Linked DNA regions of Sus scrofa: regions 1 and 2 are each linked to region 3. A link is a contact called in public HiChIP or PLAC-seq data. All regions are on one chromosome and are shown on one strand. The core of a region is the stretch at or near the end of the contact, and the rest is flanking DNA. Distances in the headings are between cores, read along the strand shown. Region 1 holds the start of SOWAHA (ankyrin repeat domain-containing protein SOWAHA). Region 2 holds the start of LOC100524308 (cytochrome b-c1 complex subunit 8). Region 3 holds the start of RAD50 (DNA repair protein RAD50).

Region 1 (2,700 bases), core at 38-2,537, 290 kb after region 3:
AAATTGTCTCTGGGCAAAGGGTTTGGGAAAAGGGAGAACTTTCCTATGTTCTCTTTTTTTTTCCCCTTCGGTAAGAATAATAGAAGCGACTATACTGCTACTAATAATTTGAATGTTTACTGTGAGCCAAGCATTGTTGTAAGTGCTTTACGTCCATTCTCTCACTCCTCACAGCCTGGTGACCTGAGTATAATTAGTACCATCTCCTTACCCCTTCACAGATAAGAAAATTGAGGCACAGAGAGGTCAAGCAAGTAGCCCAATGTAGAGCCAGGATTCAAGTGTGGAATTTTGACTCTAGAGTTTTGCTCTTTTTAACTACTAAGGTATGGTGCCTCTGGTGATATCTTTGAAGGATTGTGTTTGCAAATTAAAAAACTGATCTCACCTTTGCCCTGGCTGCTCCCTTTGCTGAAAAAGCTTCTTTTCCTACCTAGCTACCTAACCACCGCCCCCCCCCCATCTCTTCAAGCCCTTGCTTAGCTGTGGCCTTTACAAGGAGTCCTGCCCCTAACACAGGATTCAAACTTGCAACCTGCCCCTCCGTCTTACTCTGCTTTATTTTTTCCATAGCATTTCTCCAACATATTATACAATTTTCAGATTCACCCATCACGTCTCTTTGTCCCTCCCCCTCCTCCATTACCACGCAAGCTGCACGAGGTCAGCTGTCTTGCTTACTGATGTATCACAGACTGAAAGGGCACTGGCACAAACGAAGTGCGCAACAAATATTGGTGAAGTGAATTTTTTAAAAAAACACGATTCCAATTTTGCTTTCTTACAGTAAAGCATACACATGTATACACATGCGTATGGGGGAGGGAGGAGAAAAAGAGTGCAAATGTTATTAATGATTTCAAATGCTATTTTCCTTAGGCTTTCCTGTGGGTTTCCTCCCAAAATTCGATGCGAACATGTATTATTTTATCATAAGAAAATTGCTGTTTAAAACGTCTCTTCTAAACCTCGGATGGCATACGTTGCCATCCGCAGCAAACGGTCTTCACCGCAAGTTGCATGAAGCCGTTTTTCCTGTGTGAAACGCAGTCAACAATTCAAGAGGTAGTGACGATTTTCAAATAAAGTATTGCTTTTAAGCAATCGCCCAGTATTTTGTGGTGGTTAAATATTTCAGAAAGGAGTAAAAATCCTTGCCTCGCCTGTAGACCGCGGCATCCCTGGCGAACACACCCACCTAGCAACCGGGAGCCGAGCTGAAGCCTGGCACTGCGCCTTTAATTCTCCAATTGGGAGGGGCGGTGGAGAATTTCCGCTCCCCTACTCCCACCGCGGCCCTGGTGGCAGCTGTCACCTGTAAGGCGAGCACCGCACGCAAGGGGATGGAGCCCGGCGCCCATTGGACAGAATATAAAGGCAGAAACCTACCCCGAAGACTGGGGGCCCCCCGGGGCGGCGGCGGGGGGCGCGCACCGCGGCCCCCAGCTCCTTTTTCCGCGAGACTCCCGGACTCCGCGGCGCGGGCGTGACCAAGGTCCAGCCTCGGGGACACGCCCGTCACGCCTCGGTGACAACGATCAGGTGAGCCTGGCCGAGGCGGACTTGACTCCCGGAACCCGGGCTCCTGCACTTCCCGGCCGGCGCCGCGACGTACACCTGCCGCGCAACCGGGAGCCGCGGGTCGGTGGGAGGGGGGCGGCCCCGGCTTCCCTGCCGAGAGGGTACGGACCCTGACCATGGCGCTGGCCGCGGCCGCGGCCGCTGCGGCCGCCGGGGTGAGCCAGGCGGCGGTGCTGGGCTTCCTACAGGAGCACGGCGGAAAGGTGCGCAACTCCGAGCTTCTGAGCCGCTTCAAGCCGTTGCTGGATGCAGGCGACCCGCGCGGCCGTGCAGCCCGCAGGGATCGTTTCAAACAGTTTGTCAACGACGTGGCCGTGGTGAAAGAGTTCGACGGCGTCAAATTCGTGGTGCTGAGGAAGAAGCTGCGGCCCCGGGAGGGACCAGAGCCCCTGACCACCTGCTGGAACAGCACCCCGGGGACACTAGCCCCGCCGTCGAAGATCACTTCCGTCTCACAGGTGGAAGCCGCTGCCTCGGGCACTCCATCCTTGGCCTCCGAGCAGAAGGCGGTGGAACCACCTAGAGACCCGGCTCCACCATCAGAGTCGCAGGACACCCTCGGGGCTCCGGCCTCCGAGCCCACTCTGCCAACCAGGGAGCTGCTGTTAAGCCCGGCCCTGCAGTCAGGGGGGCCCTCGGACCCGCAGATTCCAACTTTTGAGCTATCCCAACCCTCCGAGGGGCTCTCTGCAGACGTGGCTCCACCGTCTAGGGCACCTTCGGAGGCAACCTTGACCCACGCAGAGCCGCCAGACCTGGAACCTGGGCCTAGACAATCAAAAGGGCCGCCACCGCCCCCGTCACCGCCACCGCCGCCTCCGCGCGCGCCGCTGCAGAAGCCCTGCATGCTGCCGGTGCGCTGCGTCCCGGGTCCCTTCCGGATCCGGACGGAAGATCAAGGCCTGCGTCGGCAGCTGTCGGAGGAGCCCAGCCCTCGGAGCTCCCCGCTGTTGCTGCGGCGGCTCTCGGTAGAGGAGCCTGGCCTAGGCCTCAGCCTGGGTCCGGGCCGCTCCCCGCACCTGAGACGCCTGTCACGCGCCGGCCAGCGCCTGCTTAGCCCCGACACCGAAGAGGTGCCCGCTGCACCGCCGCCGTCCGCCGTGCCCCTGGAGCCGGCCG
Region 2 (2,736 bases), core at 161-2,660, 340 kb after region 3:
ACCTCTCCGCTTCCAGGTGCTTAGAATAATTATTTACTGCAAGTTACTTCGGAGGGTGAAAGTCACAACTGGCACTGAAATTCCAGAGAGCAGAGAACTGTTAAGTTCCCTAGTTCTGAAAAGGAGCTTAGGAAGGATGTATAATTGGAAGACTGCAACATGCTTTAAAAAGTAGGACGTCACCTTTGATCCTGACATTTTAAAATGTAGTATCTTGATGTCTTTACTTTCCACATTTATCTATACATACTTTTAGTTGAAAGGTTTAGATATTTTCAGGTGCTGGAAAATCAAAGTTTTATTTTTCATCGATCGTCCAGAAGGTGGGAGAATTTTCTAGGGTATTTGTGTTTTCATCTGTTTCAAGTATGTTCTTGCCTCTGGTCTGAGATTAGGTTAGAGATAATGTTTTAGAGAAAGAAGACAAGGCTGCACCTTAAATAGCTGAGTACACTCAAGGTACAAGATAAAGAAGCCGTCTATTCAGTACCTAGGCTGATAAAACCGAGGTATATCTGTAAATTTTAGGTTTATCGCCTGTTCAGCCTCCCTGGCCCTTGGTTAGGAAGGGTTATAAAACACAACCAAACTGCTGAAAACGAGCTTGGTCTTAAATGACATATGACCAGCAATTCCGTGTACGGAACATTCACAGATACGCTGCATCAAATGAAAAAGTCAGTCAGCTGTACAGGGCGGCAGTAGCCGCCTTAAGTAGAAAGCATTTTCCAAACAAAAACAAAAACAAAAAACGGCATCACCTGCAACATTCCTGCCTCCCTTCCTTGGAAATGGAATGAATTGTGGGTCACGTGACATCCCGCTCTAGGCTGAACTCTGTCGGGGTGGGGGAGCGGGGGCTATGGAGGTCGCCTCTTGCCACCACTAACAGCAGTTCATCAGTTGCTGGACAATTATTTGAGGTCTCCCGTGGCTGAGTTTAAGGAAACGTTTTTATTCTCTCTCGGGAAAACCTACACCCTACCAGTGAAATATAATCCAGATTGCCAAGAGAAGCCCCAGATTCGTGTCCCTGATTCGTGTCCTGGAGTCTCGAAGGGTCTGAACATAAACGAGCCCCGATCCTGCTACAGAACAAGACCGTGTAAAACCTCGCGTCAGGTGCAAGGCGGCTGGACTTCCTTCGACCTCAGGGGCGCTCTCCACCGCGCGATGACGCCGGGCCCTAAGCGCGCTGCCAGCGCGGCGCTTGAGGTCGGCGGGCCCCTTGCTCTCCGACTCTTAGTCCGCTCGTTTCCGGCCGCTTCTTGCGTCTTCCGGGAGAGGTGAGGCCCGAGGAAAACCTTGAGCCACGCCGGAGCTCCAGCGCCCGCTCAGCCGTGCTCTGCCCGGACCCCGGGCAGGCGCCGTCCATCACACGTCACCTGAAGGGGGTACTTAACTCCCACACTGGAAGCAATGGCGCCTTCCCCTGGAGAACGCCGGGAATGGGTCCTCCCGGAAGTGACCTCACCGCCTCCTTGCGCAGCGCCCGATCCTACCGGAAGTGGCAGGCGGAAGCCGGTGAATCCCGTCCTGTGGAGGGCGAGGTGACCTCGGTTTGGAGAGTAGGGTCCGGTTGCTCGGTCTCGGTGGCCCCGGGAGGGATCAGGAGCTTTGGGGAGGACCTCGGGTTGGGGACGGCGCATCCGGAGCCTGAACCCAGCGCTTGTTGTCTTTCCGTCTTGCAGGCGCAGGTGCGATCATGGGTCGCGAGTTTGGGCATCTGACGCGGATGCGCCATGTGATCACCTACAGCTTGTCGCCCTTCGAGCAGCGCGCCTTCCCGCACTACTTCACTAAGGGCATCCCCAATGTGCTGCGCCGCACTCGGGCGTGCATCCTTCGTGTTGCGCCGCGTGAGTGTCCTGGCTGGGCGGGCGGTGGGGGGGGAGCTGGACTCCTAGTCACAGTGGGAACTGCGGGTCCCCTCAGTGCTCTGCTACGAGTAGGCACTCTGCAGCTCTCTGTACACACGTTTTCTCGTTGAATATTCCTGAAGGCCCTTGAACTGGTCATATCATCGTCCCCATCTTCCAGATGACAGGGGTGAGTCACATAGAACTTATATGACTGGTCCAAGGTCACTTGGGACGCCAACGTCTTCCTCTGAGGTCACCTTTACCCACTTTTCCCTTAGCGCTGAACTGTTTTGTATTAAGGGTGCAGCTAATAGGATAATTGCACATCTTTGTGACTTTGCTACCTATAGAAATATATTTCAAAATGGTTAAATGATAAAGTTCATGTTACGTGAATTTTATCTCAGTTATCTCAGTATTTTAAAAAGTGCAACAGGGGAGGGATAGGCACACATTTTCCTGGGTAAACCCTTTTTACATACCTGCAAAATGGGTGTGTAATGTAACCTTTCTTGATCATCTGTTTTAAGAGTGTTTTCTTAGAAATTACAGGCAGGAGAAGTTCCCGTCGTGGCGCAGTGGTTAACGAATCCGACTAGGAACCATGAGGTTGCGGGTTCGGTCCCTGCCCTTGCTCAGTGGGTTAACGACCCGGCGTTGCCGTGAGCTGTGGTGCAGGTTGCAGACGCGGCTCGGATCCCGCGTTGCTGTGGCTCTGGTGTAGGCCGGCGGCTACAGCTCCGATTCAACCCCTAGCCTGGGAACCTCCATATGCCGCGGGAGCGGCCCAAGAAATAGCAACAATAACAAACAACAACAAAAAGACAACAAAAGGACAAAAAAAAAAAAGAAATTACAGGCAGGAAATCAGAAT
Region 3 (2,700 bases), core at 169-2,668:
GCCAAAAAAAGAAAAAAACAAAAAACAATGAAAAAACCCTGCCAGCTTGGCAAAATTCAAACTATACAATATAGAATATACGCACAATGGCATACAGTATTTCTCTTATTATTCATCTTGCATAGCTGAATTGTGCTCTTTTTTTTTTGACAGCCCCAAGGCATATGGTGTTCCCAGACCAAGGATCAGATCCACGCTGCAGTTTTGACTTAAGCCACAGCTGGGGCAATGCAGGATCCTAACCCACTGTGCGGAGCTGGGGATGGAACCTGTGTCCAAGTGCTCCCAAGATGCTGCTGATCCCCTTAGGCCACAGCAGGAACTCCACTCTCTCTTTTTTTTAACAGTGGCATCTGCAGCATATGTAAGTTCCCAGGCTAATGTCAATTAGGAGCTGCAGATGCAGGCCTAAACCATGGCCACAGCCATGGCAACACTGGATCGAAGCTGCAGGTGGGGCAAGGCCAGATCCTCAACCCACAGGGTGAGGCCAAGGATCCATTCTTAGGGAGACAATGTCCAGTTCTTAGGGTCCTTAACATGCTGAGCCACTACAGGAATTCCTGAACCTCTTACTTGGTTTTATTTTTTTAGGACCATACCTGTGGCATATGGAAGTTCCCAGGCGAGGGGTCCAGTTGGAGCTGTTCACAGCAACGACAGATCCAAGCCACATCTGCAACCTCCACCATAGCTCACAGCCAACACCAGATCCTCAACCCACTGAGAGGAAGGCCAGGGATCAAACCTGCATCCTCATGCAATCCATAGTCGGATTCGTTCCCCCTGCCTTACAATGGGAATTCCCTGAACCTCTTATTATAAAGGGATCTATTCCTGGCATGTGGTGGTACTTTCAAGAATGGATTTCCTTCACATATTTGCATAACATGTTATAGTTTTAAAACAGCTTTTTGGCTTTTGGTCTACAATAGCAGTTTACAAACTTGGTATTAAACACCTTTCTACACTCGAGCTTTTATGTGAGTTATAACTATTAATATTTACTCAGAACTAAAATTGAGATTTTTTTTTTTAAATGCACAACACTATACAAACACGTTAGCCATCATTGCAATTGTGTCTCCATACGTCATGTGATGACTAGAAAACACTGTACGTTAGGGAGCGAATGAAGCGCAAAAGCAAACAACGTGTTACTATTGTTAGAAAAAGTTTTCACACGAATGGACACCGGACCCCATTCCGCTGTAGGAGACCCGAGATCACGCTTTGAGAATCGCTGCCCATCACAAGTCTTTGTAGTCCGTTAGCGTTAACTCCTCCCGGTGCCGCCTTGCCCTTAACAGAGCAGAATCCACGCCAAGGGGGACCGGGTTCACACTCCCGTAAGGAGGGACGGCTTCCGGAAGCCAGAGCTGCGCGCGCACCGCGAGCCTCTGACTTCCCGGCGTGCCCCGGGGCGGCGTAAAAGCGCGCCGGCCGCAGAAACGCTTACGTGACCCGTGGCGCAGCGGAGGTGGTAGTCTGTGAGTGCCCACGGTTGCGGGGGTCCCTAGGCGTGGGTTCTGCGGCTCCCGCTGGCAGCCCCGGACTGGCCCCCACCCCCGCTTTCGCCCTCCTGCCAGGAAGGAAGCCCGTGTGGGAGGAACGGTTCCAGCCGGAGCCTTCGCTCGCACCTGGAGCCTCCCAACCCTGGTACTCCCAACCCTGGTACTCCGAACCCCGGTACGGAGTCCTTAAGGCCCACGCTCGCCCTCCTCCGGCCTCACTGCTAAAGCTTGGTGGGCCCCCGGCTCTACACCCTTGGTGTTGAGAAAAGAAATAATTTGCAAACATGTCCCGGATCGAAAAGATGAGCATTCTGGGCGTACGGAGTTTTGGAATAGAGGATAAAGATAAGCAAATTATTACTTTCTTCAGTCCCCTCACAATTTTGGTCGGACCCAATGGGGCGGGGAAGACGGTAAGTCTTGAGTATCCGCCTTCAGTTTACAGGTCGCCACATTTTACAAATCTGAGGAGTAAAATACCTGCAGAGTTCGGAACTCTTGATTAGGAAGAGAGGAGTCTTGTCTGGCTCAGCTCCTGGGGCCCCGAGGTGTACCTGGGCTTCCGGGTGACTCCCGGCCGCGGGGCGTGGCTTGGTGTCCCTTCGGGCCACAGCGACTTCATGTACCCACCAAACACGCTCCTGTGTCCAGGCCAGTCCGATGGACAAGGTTTCTTTGACAATCCCAAGGGGCCAGGAGCTACCTCAGCGAGCTCACAGTCCCACAAGAAGCCTTTTTGTCCTCATTGATATTTTTTGAACGCTCCCTAGCATAGCATTCACTTCTGGTAGTTATCCCAGTACAGGGTTTATTTAAAATTATAAAGTGTAAATATGTGACTTTTAGAAGAATCTCTATCCGACTGAGCATAATACATGATAAATAAATGACATAATTTAAAAATGAAACTTGCATTGGGGCTTGGTTAAATTGGAAACTATTTTGTTTTTAGGATGCTCTTCCCTAATCAAAATTAAAAATTGGAATACAGCTTACACTGACGTTTTAAAGCCCTGGAAATATTTAGAAATTTGAGTTGAGCCCAGGATGGAATGCAGTTACAGGAAGAGAGTAGCCAAGAGGCTCTGATTTGAAAGGGTGGTTTGAGAAAAAGCCAGGTGATCCATGGTAATAGGGAGAAGAGTAAATGAACTGAAAAGTGTAGAAAAAGAGATAAGGTTTAACG

What was found. HiChIP or PLAC-seq counts read pairs in DNA pulled down with a chosen protein or histone mark.
Region 1: a contact with region 3 is called in an H3K27ac HiChIP or PLAC-seq map of skeletal muscle, with 7 times the contacts expected there. The contact joins the promoter of SOWAHA here to the promoter of RAD50 in region 3. A contact is called at or near these places in 2 of 5 promoter capture datasets (fetal liver and liver), 2 of 47 Hi-C or Micro-C datasets (fibroblasts and liver) and 2 of 2 datasets of contacts at active chromatin or transcription factors (alveolar macrophages and skeletal muscle).
Region 2: an H3K27ac HiChIP or PLAC-seq map of alveolar macrophages shows a contact between it and region 3. The contact joins the promoter of LOC100524308 here to the promoter of RAD50 in region 3. A contact is called at or near these places in 1 of 5 promoter capture datasets (liver) and 1 of 2 datasets of contacts at active chromatin or transcription factors (alveolar macrophages).

The regions. Positions count from the first base shown.
Region 1 is chr2:135,137,991-135,140,690 of Sscrofa11.1, forward strand. It overlaps SOWAHA (ankyrin repeat domain-containing protein SOWAHA), which reads left to right and starts at 1,288. Exons shown (of 1, transcript XM_003123927.4): 1 at 1,288-2,700. The coding sequence starts at 1,698.
Region 2 is chr2:135,184,956-135,187,691 of Sscrofa11.1, forward strand. It overlaps LOC100524308 (cytochrome b-c1 complex subunit 8), which reads left to right and starts at 1,411. Exons shown (of 3, transcript XM_003354278.4): 1 at 1,411-1,550; 2 at 1,692-1,859. The coding sequence starts at 1,706.
Region 3 is chr2:134,843,042-134,845,741 of Sscrofa11.1, forward strand. It overlaps RAD50 (DNA repair protein RAD50), which reads left to right and starts at 1,419. Exons shown (of 25, transcript XM_003354274.4): 1 at 1,419-1,927. The coding sequence starts at 1,799. The region is part of intron 13 of SLC22A5 (solute carrier family 22 member 5); the gene reads left to right. It also overlaps a transcript of IL5 not described here.